Linked DNA regions of Anser cygnoides: region 2 is linked to region 1. Evidence: chromatin contacts called from public Hi-C data. All regions are on one chromosome and are shown on one strand. The core of a region is the stretch at or near the end of the contact, and the rest is flanking DNA. Distances in the headings are between cores, read along the strand shown.

What was found. A called contact is a pair of places that touch in the nucleus more often than the background predicts.
Region 2: a Hi-C map of liver shows a contact between it and region 1, with 1.8 times the contacts expected there. The contact joins the promoter of CHMP6 here to the enhancer-like site in region 1. A contact is called at or near these places in 4 of 7 Hi-C or Micro-C datasets (granulosa cells and liver).

Annotation. Positions count from the first base shown.
Region 1 is chr19:12,024,515-12,032,445 of Taihu_goose_T2T_genome, forward strand. BAIAP2 (BAR/IMD domain containing adaptor protein 2) reads right to left here. Exons shown (of 16, transcript XM_066979967.1): 4 at 4,062-4,123; 5 at 3,608-3,679; 6 at 3,209-3,346. Among named protein-coding and RNA genes, the nearest start is that of BAIAP2, 21 kb to the right of the region's middle. Within about 2 kb of position 4,762, at least 3 of the 3 cell types and tissues checked have open chromatin away from gene starts, as enhancers often do. A contact at or near this core is called in liver, where this site is marked.
Region 2 is chr19:12,060,024-12,067,954 of Taihu_goose_T2T_genome, forward strand. It overlaps CHMP6 (charged multivesicular body protein 6), which reads right to left and starts at 4,418. Exons shown (of 8, transcript XM_048050368.2): 1 at 4,274-4,418; 2 at 4,035-4,144; 3 at 3,549-3,636; 4 at 2,885-2,971; 5 at 2,710-2,775; 6 at 2,355-2,435; 7 at 1,706-1,760; 8 at 1-432. The coding sequence starts at 4,336. The coding sequence ends at 380. RPTOR (regulatory associated protein of MTOR complex 1) reads right to left here. Exons shown (of 34, transcript XM_013197940.3): 34 at 6,172-7,931.

The DNA of each region.
Region 1 (7,931 bases), core at 3,512-6,011:
AGCTGCTTTTAAGCTACATGAGTCGTCTTCCTCGAAAACCACAAGGTGTTTCAGTTCAGAACCATCTTAACGCTGTGAAGCCCTTCCTCATCAATTAAGCTCCACCAGGCAGCACCCACAGGACGTGGGACCTGGGGCCAAGCCCCGTGCCCTCTCCAAGCACCACATTTGCTGCAGCCCCGCAGAAGCCCCCGCTGCCTGCCCCGAGCAACCCCCAGCTCTGTCCTCCAGATAATAAGCAACATGCAGCACTTGCTGAACATCAGCGCCTATTTCCCCCTTATAAAGGGGGAATATAGAATATATAAAGGGGGAAATCTGTTTTGAAGAGGGAGGGGAGACAATCCAAGGCTTTTTTTTTTTTAAACCAACTCAGCACAGGCTGCAGCACCTGGGCCAGGCTGGTGCCCTGGCACCATCCTCTGCCCCCTGCCCCAAGAGCCCTGCCCTTGCAGCAGGAGCTGGATGCCAGAACCACCACACGGGGCTGGCCCCACCACATCCCTCGCAGGGGGCACAAACCGCGGCCACTCGGCAAGCGGCAGCAGGGCAGAGGGGAACAATTCTGCTTCCCGCAGCAGGAAGCGCAGAGACGATGACAGAGCACCAGCCTCCTGGCTGCTGAGCGCTACAGTATCTTAAGTGGATGAGTCTTCAAAGGAAGAGTAAGATTTTATTGCTTTATTGAATGGGATGACTTATGTAGCTACCAGGACGTTCCTGCCAGCAGCACCTCTCCCACTACAAGCCAAAGCGATGCTCAGCGCCGCATTAGCAGAGCTCCAGCTGGCTCTGCCCAGCTCCCCAGGTGCCGTCTTGAAGCTGACTCCAGCGTCCCGTGAGCCCAGGAGGTGCCTTCAGCAGCCTCCGAGGAGGCTCCTCCTGGCTGAGTTTTAGCACTGGCCGTGGGGATGGTTCCGTGCCAGGCAAGCAAAGCTGCACACAACTCCCTGCTGCAAAGATGCCAGAGAAAAGTTTTTTCACGCAGCACGACCCCATGCTGCGACACGAGCAGCTCCCCCAGTGCCGGAGCTGCTGCAAGCGCCTGGTCCCAGCTCCTCCTGGTTTCCCTGCCCCAGCACATCGCATTTTCCCTGCCCCTGCCCAGCCTGCACATCGCTCCCTGGATCAGCGGCACGGCCGAGCACCCGCACCGACAGGAGCCGACGGAGCTGGCACCTGCCAAAACCCAGCACAGCATCAAGGCTGCCCTGAACGCTTTCCTCCTCTTCTGTTTGAAGCAAGCAATAGCAGCATCCTAGCCAGCACACAGAGGGAGAACCGCCCTCTCGACTGAATTCTGCAAATTAACTTATTTTGATCTCTGAGCTTGGGGGGGGGGGGTGGAAGCAGTTGAGCAGTTTCACGGCTCTTTAAGCTAAAGCTCTTCATAAGGCTTTTTTTTTTTTTGTAGAGATAAGCGCTTCCTAAATACTTACTGCTGAAAGATTAAGAGAATGAAAGCCTGATCCTGTTTTTCTTTGCCCAAAGAAGTGGTGCTTGCAGAACGACAGCCCTGCTGCCGCCGTTCCATGGCGGGAGCAAGCCATCACCATCACCCCTCTCGGCCGTACGCAGCCGATGGCCGGGGCAGGTTCTCTCCTGCATTGGGGGGATCCCTGCAGAAACACGGTGGCCCTGGGGACTCAGGCAGGAGCCAGGTGGCCCCGGCTGCACTTCTGCTCACCCCTGCCAGCAGCTCCCTCAGGTGAGGGGATCAGAAACCGGGTGCTGATGCTCTGAGTGTCCCCACGCTGAGAGCCGCCTCGCTGCTCAACGGGTCTGCTCTCCCACCGCGGAGATCTGGAGCAACAGATTGCAGAAACACCACTACTCCGAAGTGGTTTAAACTGCTCAGCTTTCAAGAAAGTGCCAGCCTTCGCTGCAGCACGCAGGACACCTAAGTCACTCTGCAGCAACACCTTCTGAAGATGCTCAAATTAACCATGCCTCACACAAGCGGCTTCAGTACAGTCACAGGAGCTGGGAGGCTGCAAATTAGCAGGAGCTCGATTCAGAGCACTCCAGCTCAGCACAGGAGCTGCACTCAGCGCCTGGATGAGTGTTGAAATGTTTTTTTTTCCTCCTTCAGCGATTATCCTGATTCATGCTACCAGGCGAGTGACTGATTTCCCAAATTTCAGTACAATTAACAATGTCACTTCCCCAGCTCTCTGCTGATTGCTTAAATGCCACCCTGTGCACAGCCCCAGCTGGTGAAGTGCCATCGGCATTTAGATCACCTTTGGCAGAGGTGGATCACTTTGGTCGTGTTATCAGCCCATTGCACCTGAAATATCAAGTTCTGATCCTAACACACCACCTTCTCACACCTTGCTTACAGACAGGAGCACGAGATCTCTGGCTTCAGAGTTCGCCTTTCCCTTTTGCCCCACGAGGTACGAGTCGGGCTGCGGTCACTGAACGCCCCTAACCCCCGGCAGCAGCAGGAGCACTGAGCCAGGCAGGTTCGCAGACAGATGCATTAATCTCTCATTAAAATATGCTCTGTTTGGACACGCTCCAGGTGCGACTCAGACCACAGGTCAGACTTCAGGAGACCTGAAGTCATCCCACACGTGCCTCGGCGACCCTGCACCGCAGCCCCCCCACCACGACCCAGGCACGGGCTGCGCATGGGATGCTCCACAACGAGACCTCGGTCCTGACCCGCTCCCTGCCAGGAGCCGCAGCGGGGGCCCCCAGGGACCCGGCGCAGCCCAGCCCGAGCTCCCGCAGCAGGCGGCGCAGGGCGCACGCAGCCCACACCGCAGTCACGCTGCCGTGATTCACTCGCCAGCCTCCTCCAGCACGCGCTCGCCACCCGGGCGGGCTGGGGGAAGGGACTCCCGTCAGAAGGCACGGAAAATATTTAAGCAAAACACCATCCAGAGGAAGATGGATCTGGCACAACAAACTAATGATCTTTTTGGGTTCATTCATTAAGCGGGGCGGGCAGGGGGGGGAGAATAAAAGAGCCAGCCGTGGCAGACTCGGTGGGGTTAGTCACCAGCGCACCGCCCTGCACAGCACCTGCTGGGGGCTGCCTCCCCCCCCGGCCCTGCTGCTCTAACACCTCCTGCGTTATCCATCACAGGCACCAACACCTCCCTGCCTGCTCCTCCTGTCGTTATCCAAACGCTGGCACGCGGCACGGAGCAGCCCCAGGCTGCAGGGGGGCGACAGGCACGGGGGCACGGGCTCCTACCTGCAGCTCCTTGTCCGAGTACTTCTGGGGGTTTTTGCTTCCTTGGCTTTTCTTGCGGAGTTTTTTCAGCTCTGCCTGGCACTTGTCGAGCGAGTCGCCCTTGCTCCTTTGCTCTGTCTGGTATTTCTTCAGCGCAGCCTGGGTGCGAGACGAGAAGGCTCTGAGCTGCTGGAGTGCTGCTGCCCGGCCCCAGCGTGCAGCCAGGGGCAGGCACACAGCCACTGGCCTCCAGGAGGCAAGGAGAGAACAAGCAGGGCTGTGACAGCCTAACACCGGGGGAAAAAACCACCGGTCTGTGTGGGTGACACGTCTGGTGGCCTGGGGACCCCTCCGTGCATGGCACGGCCGTGCCCTGTGCAGGGCAGAGAGGAGTAGGAGCAAACCATCGGGGTCACTTACGCTCAGGTAGCGCGAGTCCAGCTCCACCTTCTGCTCCAGCTGCGTCAGGAGCTCGTTGTGGAAGGACTTGAGCTGCAGAGAAAGAACAGAGGGGCTGTTTGTGTGGGCTGCCGAGCCCAGCAGCAGCCGAATGCTCCCCAAAATCCCCGCAGTGGGAACCGAGGGGGCCCAGGGAGGTGCACAAAGAGCGGTGACGGCCACTGCGTTGTGCAGCAGGAGGGGTCTGGGGCTGGAGGGGATGCTGCTGGCACTGAGGGATGGACAGAGGGACCCGGCAGGACACTGCGCAGCCACAACGCCAGCAGCTTGGCTTTGATACGAGCGAACTCTGTGCCCGAGCAGATCCACGTGGGGCTGGCTGAGATCAGATCTGGGGGCTCGGAGGAGCTGGGGGGGGGTTGCTCAGCCCAGGCTGAGGAGCAGCCCCCGTGCTGCAGCACCAACGCGTGCTCACCATCTCCTCCAGCTGGTTCTGGATCTGCCGGTGGACTTCTGCCATCTGGAAGAGCACGTCTCCTGGAAAGACAAGACATGGGAAGGGGGCTTGAGGTGCTGAGCAGGGGGGGACACCCCTGGTCTGGGGGCACCCCACTGGTGGGAAGGGGTCTGCAGCCAGACTGTGGGGCTCCAGGAGCGCACGGGATACCCCTGGTGCCCACCTTCCAGACAAAGGTGATCAGACATTTCAGACACTTGGACAAACGTTTGCCTCCTGTAGCACTGGGGAAAAGGAAGGAGGACGTGCAGCAGCCTGGCCCTAACACGCCATCACACCCCAGCCACGGCTCTGGCAGCCCCTGGCCCTGAGATGGGAGGACACGAAACTCCCCATCCCCACCGGGGTCACCATCCAGTGCTGTTATGAGCCCAGCTCACCATAGCCCGCTGCAGGCAGACCTACACCCTGGGGCATTTGCCTCGATGCCCCTGGACCCGTTCAGCCCCAGTGGCTGGGCTACAGCGCGCAGGGCTGTGAGCCCAGCACCGGTCCCTGCCCTGCCACCACCGTCCCCAGGCTGGGAACGGAGCAGCCGGGGCTGCAGGAGGAAGGGCTGTCCTGGCAGAGGGACCCCAGCTCTGCTTTCACTCTTCCTTTAATTTTTCTTTTCAAATGCAAGACCATCAAGCTGTGCTCCCGCGATTCTTTTCCTGGACAGGAAGGGCCACATCCTGCCTCAGCAAAACCCTGCGGCGGCTGGAGCCAGACGGCGGCCCCACAGAGCGTCTTTAGGAGAGGAGCCAAGGCTACTGCTCAGCTAAAAGCAGCGGCTCCTTCTCGGCTTTTAGGGAGAGCCAAGTGCCGTCAGCTGTCTGTAAAAGCCAACCTTGGAAGCCCAAACCCCCAGCACAGCGGCTGGGGCTTCGCAGGCAGCTTCCAGGGAGCGATTTGAGAGTTTAAAGCCGCGATCTGCCAGAGCTGTGCCTGCCTCAGACCCATGGTGCTGCCACCCAGAAGCGGCTGGGGGTGAGGAGCACCCAGAGCTCTCGCACTGGCAGCATGAGACTCTGGGGCACAAAAACGGCTGGCGCGTACTGGGCCAGCCCCAGCCTGCCACCGGGTCACCCTGTCCCCAGCAGCGAGCCCCACGTGCTCGGGCACGCAGGCTGCGCTCCAGCAGTGTCAACAGTGCTGGGTAACTGGGGACAGCCTGGTCCAGCGTTCCTTTGCTCCTGGGGCCAAAGCAATTTGTACTTTGCACCCGCACAGCGTGTCTCAAAACTCTCTGCAAACATTAAAATCCGAGCCCATTGAGTCCTGGGCGGGCGCCAGCCCCTCTGCTGCGGGCTCCGTGCTTTGAAAGGTGGAAAATTTGTCTCCGAGGGCTGAAGGTGCTCAGCCAGGCAGGGGGCAGGAAGCGGAGCAGCCGTCCCCTGCTCGGCCCCGCGGGGAGCAGCGATGCACAGAGCAAGGTGACCAGCCCGCTCCGCTCCCACGCCGGGGAGCCGGGCACCGAGATCCGCGCAGCAGCGGGCAGGCAGTTAGCTTTTACGGCCTCTTTGCAAGGTGCTGAACAAAGCAAAGCAGCCCACAGCGCTGAGGCGGAGCTGGCAGCGGCTCTGGCAATTACGCACATCTGGGATGAATAGCTCCACGCATGAATGGGAAGGCCTGGGCAAAAGGTCACCACTACGAGACCTCCAGGAAATTGCTCTCCGGTTGGGCTGTGGCCGCTCAATCATGGGAAGTGCACAAATTCCCACTACAAGGAGGGCAAGAAGAATGACGTAATGGTGGAGCTGGGTCGAGGTTCCTTTTCCAAGAGGATATCGGTGCATCGGTGGCCTTATTTCCAAAGCTCGAGCCATCCCCTCTCCTTTTCCCTTCCCATCTGACCAAAGCAGAGCCCCAGCTGACCAAGTTGGGCAGCAGAAAGGGCCAGGTGAGGGCTGGCAGAGAGCTCTGGCCATCAGTGCTGTGCAAGGAACGCTCCCAGAGCGGGGCCCGGGGTGCTCAGAAATCACGCACGTGCCACCAGACCCAGCAGCGAGGTGCAGCAGCACCAGCACTCCGCGGCTCTGCCCCCTGCGCTCCCCGCCTGGGGTAAAGCAGCCTGCTCCCGGCAGCAGGGGAGGTGGCTGGGACGCCTCCCAGGACACAGATAACCATCTCTGCTGATACTTTCTCCTCCACCACCCCCTTTGGCTGTTATCGCAGTGAGAGTACGGGGAGTTTCAGCCCAGGCTGAAACCCACCCCACATCAAACCGGGCAGGGGCAGAGCTGTTCCCAGCCACGGCGGCACGGCATGCCCCACTTCGAGCTGCCCCGGGTCCACCCCAGCGTGCTCCCAAGCACTGGGGTCAGCGCTGCTGTTTTCCCAGCTCAGGCATCAGGAAGCCTTGAGGGCTGCGGGTAGGCTGGGAAGGAGCACCCATGTGTGCTCCATGAGTGTGACACCGAGGGCACCCAGCGCCCCGCCGGCACGTCCCCACGGGGAGCAGGCAGCAGCACGGACCCAGCCCCCAGCCCTGCTCCCATCCCAATTTGCTGGCGGTGCAGCGGGACCAGCCCGGTGCCTGCAGCAGCTCCAGGCGAGCTCCGTGCTGCGCCCAGGCTCCGTTGCAGGAAGGCTGCTGGACGCCTGCCCGGCGTCGAGTCACAAGGGCTTCCTCTGAGGTTCCTCCCCAGGAGGAGACAGGGCAGCCAGTCCCGAAGAAACCAGCCCCAGGTTTCCCATGGCAGCCTCCGTAGCCGGGAGCCCACGCAGGGCAGCGGGATTTCAGCCACCTTTGGTGCTGTGCGAAGGCACACCCAGCACCTCTGCCACCCTGCTGCCTTCGCACCACGAGCTGCCTCACCGCTGCAGGAAGGGTACGGACCTTGTGAGGCACGAACCGACGCTTCGCCCTGACACCACTTGGACTAACGCAGCTTGGCATCAGGGAAGAAGTTAAACTGTGACTAAGAGATACAGCCGCGGCTGGGAAGCCTGAATATTTCAAGCCCTGGCTCAGAATAGGATCTGCAGCACTGCACCAGTGGTACACGGTGCAAGGCGCTCGCGGCGGTGTCGGCAGCACGGGGCCACACCGGGAGCTCCCTCCCACGCCACGAGCTGCCAGCACCATGCACAAGGGCTGTTTGCAGCTTAAACACTGTAATTACAGCCGTGCAGCAGGCCACAGACAGGGAAATGGCGTGGGTCACACTGCGAATCACACAGAGCGCGAGCACCGGGCTAGCTCTGTGCCAAAACACACATCCTACGAGTCAAGAAACCCAAAGTAAGTGCTTCACCCAAGGTCACAGGCAAAGTCCCAACGGGACTGCAGGAGGGCAGCGCGAGGGCTTCGCCCGTGCCAGGCTGGGCACAGCTCCCTGCAGGGACCGCCACGGCTGCAGAGCACGCACAGGGGCGAGAAGGCTGAGGAGGCAAAGGGAGCTGCTATTTACATCTGTCTGACTCACAGTATCATTCTCGCAGAACTATAGGGGCTATTGTGGGCCCTTCCCCACCACACCCAGCGAGGAACAGCAGAACAGGTTGTTCCACATCCCTCAGATTGCAATCGGGCACCGCAAGCCCTGCAGGAGCCAGCTGCCCGGCCAGAAGGCAGAGCAGTAGGAGCCGGCTGGCAGCGCCGTTTCTGAGCCCTGAGCCTAGGGAGCCTCTTCCTCTTCGAGCTCCATGCAGGCCGTTTTCAATAAAAGCACCAAACAATGCAGGAGCTGCCCAGGCAGCGCCCCAGCAGCACGCAGCAGGGATGCTCGGCAGAGCAAAGAGCGCTGAGCACCGCTCCTCACGCCTCGAGCGCAGAGGACGCGACCCCCTCAGCACCACTCCGCACCGGGATCTCTCGCTCCAGGGGCTCCCAAACAGAGC
Region 2 (7,931 bases), core at 3,168-5,667, 35 kb after region 1:
CCTAAGACAGCCACAAGCCCTCCAAGGGAGGGCTTGATGGGGATTCTGTCAGAGCAGAGGCAGGTTTACAACTGAAATCAAACCAACCAAACCTAAGAAAGCATTTGGCTTTGGAAGTTTGAGAGTTGTTATTTAATCCCGAGACAGCGCAGCTGAGTGAGTTCAGAATTTAAGTTACAAAAAAAGAAAGCACTAGAAAATAATCTTGATACAAGAGCAATAATCAACCAGCTGAGGTTCCCCACCCTGCGCAGGGAATCCTGCTCCGCAATCCGCCCAGCACAGCTGGGATGCTGCCAAGGCATTGCTTGTTCCCAGCACAGGCTGGGATGGAAACTGTCCTGGGTGAAAGTTATGGGGGAATCCCCAGAAGTGGGAGTTAGGATGCTGCCACAAGCTCTGGTTTTGGCCTGTTCTTGACTGGTGCTGGTTCTGTGGAGGAAAAAGAAACTTGTTACAGAAACAGAGAACACAAACAATCTCCAGAATCATCTCCCGAGGAAGAACTACGACTCTCATTTCACTTCTCAAAAGAGCAACAAATGCTTGCACAGTGCCTGGAAAGTTACTGAGTTGTAAGTGTTCATTATAAATAATTCTACATATCCCGTCTGCCCCTCTTTTCCACAGCACTTCAAGAATTAAAACAGTTTCAGAATGTACCCGACACAACTTCAGCTAGCTCCCAGCCCAGAGAAACAGATCTAGAACAGCGATTGCTCGGAGGGCAGGGGGTGGGCAAGCTTTGTCTCCCCTTTGTCCCGACAACGCCAACCTAAAGCAGGCTCAGCCAGCTGCGTGCTGCAAGGGCAGCTCGTATTTTATTTGGCTGTCCTGCGGTCACCACGCAGAGGTGACAACCGATCCGTGTTTACTAAACAAGCACTACGACTAAACATCTCCCACAGCCCAGATTTCTCCCGGCCAGATTCCATGCAGAGGAAGCAGCTTAACGACAGCCCCTGGGTTGCACAGGCCGGGCTGAAAACCAGCTTCTGCTCACCCGCCTCGCTGCCCCCAGTGCAGGCCCTGCCTTCAGCTTTTCAGCAGGGACAGCCGCCCGGTAACACTCTGCTTTCTGAGCCCTCTCCCCCCTCCTTCACATCCAGCTGCACAGCCCCTGCTGCTGAGGCTTTGGGTCGCGCAGGAGGGAGCACGGCATCACACCGGTTCTGCGGAGCTCACGCTCCAGCAGCCCTGGAGCTCTGGGGCTCCAGTGACCCTCACCCAGCCAGCTCAAAACCACTGTGGTCAGCTGCAGGAAGGTCAACAGAGCTTCAAACCATCACGAGTCTCACTGAAACCTTTTTTACTCCTTCTTTCCCCTCCCTCCCCCAGTGCGAATGCTCCTATCTGTGGTCACCAAACATCATCCTTGCATGCCAACACGCTGCGTTGACATGCTGGGGACCAGTTGAGTTTTGGATCAAGCAGAGGGCCAGGGAAGGAATCCCTCGCGGAGCTTCGCAACGTGACACACCGCAGCTGGCAGCCTACCAGCAGGTCCAGAGCGTGACTTGGGAACGGCAGGTGCAAGTCACACAAGGGGGAACTCTTCCAGGAACGACTAGATGCTGACTAACAGAAAGGGACCAGGGCCTTGAGGCCTCTTAAGGTAAAGGTTCAGCAAAAAGGGGTTTGTCAGAGGCACTTACGGTAAGGAGAGGGTCTCCAAGTATTGCACAGAACCGAAAAGAAAGCATACCTGCGATCTCTTCCGGGAGTGGCTCAGAAGGAACTTCTGGAAGCTCCAGCTGTTCCTGCAAGACATTAAAGACAACACATGACACACACCCCACGCGCCAGGCGGCGGTCCCAGACCCTTGCACCCCAGTTTTGTGCCAAGACTGTTTGGGAACAGAACAGTAATAAAAGAGACTTCACAGACAAACAGACATCTGCCCCCAGAACTGCGGGAAGGGCTATGGGTTTCAGCACTGCCCAGTAAGTGAAGCCAAACCAAGCCAGTGTTTGGAGCCAGGGGCAGCACAGAGATGGGTGGGAGTGATAACGTACGCTGCTTTCTGTTTATCTGAGCATGACCCAGGACTTTCATTCAAGATCTTCAACTACTGAAGTGGAATAGCTCTCCAGTAAGAGCAGAGATCAGCTGACTGTAACAGTTCGCAAATAAAAGTACAACCCTTAAAATCATCCCATTTTAAATGACCCCTGTGTATGGAGCAATTAGCTTAATCTTTGCTGACACAGGAATTAGGCACAAACAGGTATAACTATAACAGGTAGCAGAAGAAAAGCTGTCACGAGTGGTAAAAAGACACTTTCCCCTACTGCAAACAGCTTCCTGGAAACACACGCTGCAAATAATTATAAGAACATCAGATTAATCCTACCTGAGTAATAGTGTTTAATTCTTCTAGAATGGCATCTTCATCCTCCTCAGTCAGGCTGCCAGCCAATAGCTCATCTATTTGCTATAAAAGTGAGGAAGAGACATACTGTAGTCAACAACAATGCACAGAAGCAACTCTGTGGCTTACGGCAGGATACGTGGATGTGGGAAATCAACATAAACACAGGCTGAAGGGGTACTCAGAAAACTAACAAACTTAATTTTTCTGCAGGCGACTAAGATTCAATTCCCAGCCTGATTGCCTGTTAAATAAGGCTGGGAACATACTGCACGCCAGAGGAATTCGGCGTGGCAGGCTGCCTCTGCTCACAACTGTTCATGCGCACAGTACGTACCCTCTGGTACTCCACAGCATCTTGGGTTTCACCTATTATTCTTTCCACTTCTTCTATTGACATAACCTGAAGAGACAAAATTCGTGCGTGAGGCCTGCAGGGAGACAGCTGCAAACACCCAGGATCCCACCTAGTCCGAGGCAAGAGGACGCTCAGCTGAGCCGCTCACAGATACCTGGTGCATCTTGTTCAGACATTCATTGCCTATTTTCAGGCCCTCGATGACCTTCATTTCGATCTGGGTGAACTCAATATCCTGGACCTGAAACAGGAAGGCGAGGGGGAAGCATCACTGGCTGTCACAGCCCGGGTACAAACTGCCAAGATTCCCAGAGAAAATGCAAGGTGAAGACAGCCCAGAGTCCCAACAGAAGCCTGAATTACACCAGCAGCACGAAACACGCACAGAAAAACTTTTAACGCAGGCAGGCGCAAAAGTATATCCAGCAGGCCTTTTTCTGGCTCTCCAGCTGACCATCTATGCTGAGGCAGTAATTTCACCGACCACACCAGAACAAACACATCCGTTCCTAAAACCAAGGCACCAAGACAAACCAGAGGAAGTTTCTCCTACAGCTGCCCGCACTGCAACTGAAGTTTTACTAACTCACCGAACAGGTATTTAACACGGAGCCTGCAATACGGACTCAGACCAAGCTCACGTTGACTCTTTAGAGAAGAGCCGTGGCACGAGGCCGATCTCAGAGAGCTGCGCGTTGGGCAGAGGACTCTGCCCCCAGCAGGACGTGGCAGCTCCAAGGCAGTCACCCCCGGCCCAGGACGGCGCTCCCCCCGCACGCAGCGGGCTGCCCGCAGGGACAGGCCCAGCTCGCGCTTACCATCCGCTCCAAGTTGCTGATCTGGTTATCCGTTCTGTCCAGGAGCTGCTCTTGGTAGCGCTTCTTCTTTAGCAAGAGCAGGGCTTTTCTGGGGGAAAAGAAGAGCAGGACAACTCAGCACAGAAGAGAGCAGATGAGCCTAAAGAGGTCGCTTTAGGCGACGGTACTTGTTTAAACAGTTCTCGTTTCGCGTTTTTTTCCGAAAGAGGAGAAACAAAATTGTAAATTAAATGCGAACTCTGAGCTGGTCCTGTGAACAATAAGGGTGAGCCAATTAATCAAGCATAAACTGGCTACCTAGCACCTGGAAATGCAGGTGTACTTGGTGGGGACAGGGGGTTTATCGTGCTAGGGGGTTTGTCGTGCAGCCACCCAGACCCGAGCCCGGCCACAAGGGGCAGGGGACGGATGGAAAAGAAGCCTCAGGGGACCCCCCCCCGCCAGCAGGGCCCGGGGCCCGCGGGGGCTCGGCGCCGCCCCACTCACTCCTTCTTGCCCTCCTTCAGCAGCTGCCGGGCCAGCGCTCGCTCCCGCTCCAGGTTGAGGCTGATCCGCTTCTGGTACTGCCTCAGCTTGTCGCGCTGCTGCTTCAGCTGCTGCAGGGACACAGCGGGGCCGCCGTCACGGCCGGGCCCGGGGCAACCGGGGCAGCCGGGGCAGCCGCCGCCGCCTCACCGGGCCCCACCGGGCCCCACCGGCCCTCACCGCCCCCCAGCCCCCGTTACCAGCACGGCCTTGTCCTGCTCCGTGACGCGGCTGCGCCGCTTCCTCCCGAACAGGTTCCCCATGGCCCCGCCGCCGTTCGGCCCCGGCCCGGCCCCGGGCGGCCCGGCCCGGCCTCCCCCCGGCCTCCGCCCCCCGACGGCGGCCGCGCAGGGCCCGGCCCCGCGGAAGGCGAGAGCGGGGCGAGGAGGCCGCGGGGGGGCGGTAGCGGGGCGCGGAGGGGGCCGGGAGAGGGGATTTGGGGTGTGGAAGGGGCTGGGGGTGTGGGGGGGGCTGTAGGGGCTGGGGGGGGTGTGGGGCGGGGGGATGGGAGTTATAGGGCAGCGGGGTACGGGGCTTGTAGGAAATAGGGGGTGTTGGGGAGGGGGGTAGGGGGTGGCGGGGTATAGGGGACGGAGAGTGGAAGGGGGGGGTTATAAAAGAGGAAGGGGGTTGTAGAGGTGGGGTACGGGGGTTGGTGGCCGTAGGGGGTGGGGGTGTAGGGGTTAGTGGCTATAAGGGTGGAGGTATAGGGTTAGTGGCTATAGGGGATGGGGGGTTACAGGAGAAGGGTTACCCCCTGTATGGGGGGTTTATGGGACAAAGCATTCAGGGGATGGTGGGGGTAGAGGGGAGGGGAAGGGATGGGGGAGGCTGTAGGGGTTGGGGCAGCACTGGGGGGTCTGTAGGGAAAGGGGGCTATGGAGGATGGGGTGTATAGGGGATGGTGGCTGTAGGGGGTGTGGGAGCGGTGGGGAAGGGGGTTATGTGGGATGGGGACTAAAGGGATGGGGGACTGTAGGGAATGGGGGTATAGGGCAGAGGATGGGGCAGTAAAGGCATTGGGGGCGTGACAGGAGATGTGCTGGGGCAGGGGCAGCTGTGGGGTCCCTGTGGGGAGAGTGGGGGGGTCCCGGGGTGGGGACAAAGGGGGCCCCATCCCTGTTCTCCCCCGCAGGGAGGTGCTGCCGTGTCCCCACACTCCTGTGTCCCCACACCTGGGATGTGTCTGCACGGGAAGGGCTCTGGCCCTGGGTGCTGGGTGCGGGCAGGACACGGGGCTGGTTTTCCTTCGTGCTTCACTTCCAGCAGCCGGGCAGGAAAAGTGCTGGTGGTCCCGCAGGCGGCGGCCGTGGCCGTCTCCGTCCCAGAGCAGGCAGCGCCCTCCCCACGTGCCGGAGCCTCGCAGATCCACCGGTGCGTCCCTGAGGCACCACGTCCGATCCCAGGGCCCCTGCATGTCGGAGCCCCCGGGGCGTGCACACCTCGGGGCCTGGTGCTGTGCAGCCCCCTCGTGTCGCGCTGCCTCTGCCGCGCCAGCCGCAGCGGGTTTTGGTCGCGTGGCGCCTGCGATATGGCGCTCCCCGAAGTGATCTGAGCTCACTGAGACCACTGGGATTTGTGAGACAACACACCAGAAAACGCCCCTTTTTCACCGCCGCATTTTTCTCCCCAAATCATCCGTCGGCTTGCTCTGCACCACCCGTCGTTCCCAAATACATTTTCACCTCTGGAGGCCATTAGGATCTGGTTCTCACTTCCATGCTGCTGCAAACCCAGAGCAGCAGCCAGAGGCAACAACGTGAGCATCCCTCAAACGCAAGGAGCAAAGCCCCCCCGAAGCCTCCTAACGCTGCCCCCCTGCTCCCCCATCAGCACCAGCCCCAGCTGCAGGGAGAGGGATTTACACCGGCAAATCCCCGGCGGCTCATAAGCAGTGACCTGGGCTTGTGCAAATCTCTTTTGCCCAGGATCTCGACGTGTAAGCGGCCTCTTTGTGTGCAAACAGCCCCAAATCACACAGTGTGCCACCTAAAAACAGAACGTGGCTGCTGGACGCAGCTCTCCCTCCCTGCCTCTTAGCCTGCAGCACTGCCCCCTCCCCACCTCCGGCCCAGAAAGTGATCCTCAGACCGTGAAGTATTTCTGCATTTATTTTTTATTAACCATTTATTTGTTTGTAATTGTTTTACTCTCACATTACAATTGTGTTCTGTTTTTTTTTAATATTTTTTTGTTTTTGTAAAATAAATAGAGATAAGTGAACTTTTAGGTAGGATGCTCTCCAGATCCTTGGTTAAACTTCATGATTGAATCTCTGCATCAGACCTGTGAAAATTCAGCCCACACACACGCGCTTAGATGAAAGCTAAACAGGCCCAGTTAGTTAAAAACCCATCTCCTGGCTGCGCAGGCTGGCGGGGCACCCGGGAACGCTGGTGAGGAGCAGCAGCTTCCCACTGTGCACCTCCCCATCTTGCCAGGTATTTCTTGTTCCTTTGACAAATACACTGATACAAGTTAAAAATCTATCGTTTGTTTTTTAAGCTGTGTATGTTAATCGGTTACGTGTAGATCCCAAACTGCCCCCACGCCTGCCAGAAGCCCACTGCTGGCCCCGGCGGTGCGGGGCGCGCAGGGTGGTCAGAGGCTGGGGGCGCGTACCGCTGGGACAGGCTGGAGCAGCACAGGAGCAGCTCAGTGGGTCAGGAAGAGGCACAGCTCTGTTAGACCATAATTAACTTTTGGTAACTCAAAAGTGGACTTCTAGGTAGTATTTCCTTAAGTTTAAAGCCTTTGATCCATCATCCTGGTGGCCCTCTGCCTCCCTGCTACGGGGGAACAGCAGCGGTGCTCAAGGGTAAGGACGCAGTGCCCGGCTTTTGGCTTCTCTCCGCCTCCACCGTTCATGGAACCTCACCAAATGAATATCCAGATGTGCATACAGCATTTCATATTCAGCTTCCCTGCAGCAATGCTGGAATAGCAACTGGGCCAATTCCTCTAACCCTGCATGGCCCAGCTGCCTCAACGCGCAGGGAACTGGATTATCTGGTACACAAGGAGCGGCGGCGGGTCAGATCCACTCTGCAGGTGCCGTGGCAAAGGTAAAGCCGCCATCCGCACAGTACGAGAACATTTCTCAGCCCTTCCCTCATTGGTATGTCCACCACCGTCAGCCTCGTTGCTGGCACAGTTTGCTGGGAGCCTGCAGACCCAGTATATTGGCCAGAAGAAAAACCGGGGACTTTTGGATTTAGGAAGCCTACCTTTGTCAATGCAGTGATTTTTGCACAAGCGCAAGTTCTGTTCTTGGGCAGCTTAAATTGCACCACAGCAGCACTTGAAAGAAACCTGCCCTTTGGCTTTGCCTACCTCTTCCCCACAGTGACCTCCAGACACATCATGGACTTCAAGGGACAGAAACATTCATTATACAGACTCGGAAGGTGCAGATAATGGAGCTGCCTTTCCCCTGGGTAGCTGGGATAAAGGTGTTTTGCTCTAAGCAGGACGACCTGCTGTCTTCCCTCTCTTTAGTGATTCTCTTGTGCTCAGATCACGTGTGGCTGGTTACACACCCAGTCCTTGCAGGGACACACGGACAAGCCACAGCCACGTACACAGTGTGTGTAGCTGCAGACACACAGCCACGAAGTGCACAAATACTCATGTCCATCACCTTGCTGAATATTAGCACGTTGGAGCGAGATGAAAGCCTGTGGCTTGAACCCGCAGCCTCCCCTGCCGGCTGGGCAGTTTCCAGGTTATCAAACGCGTTTGCGGAGTTCACTGTGGGCAGGACAGCGACTGCAGAAGTAACAGTGACAGAGACACCCCCGCCTGCACCAGCACCACGTGCTTGGGTGGAAAGTGGTTACTTCAGCGACGTGCTGGGAT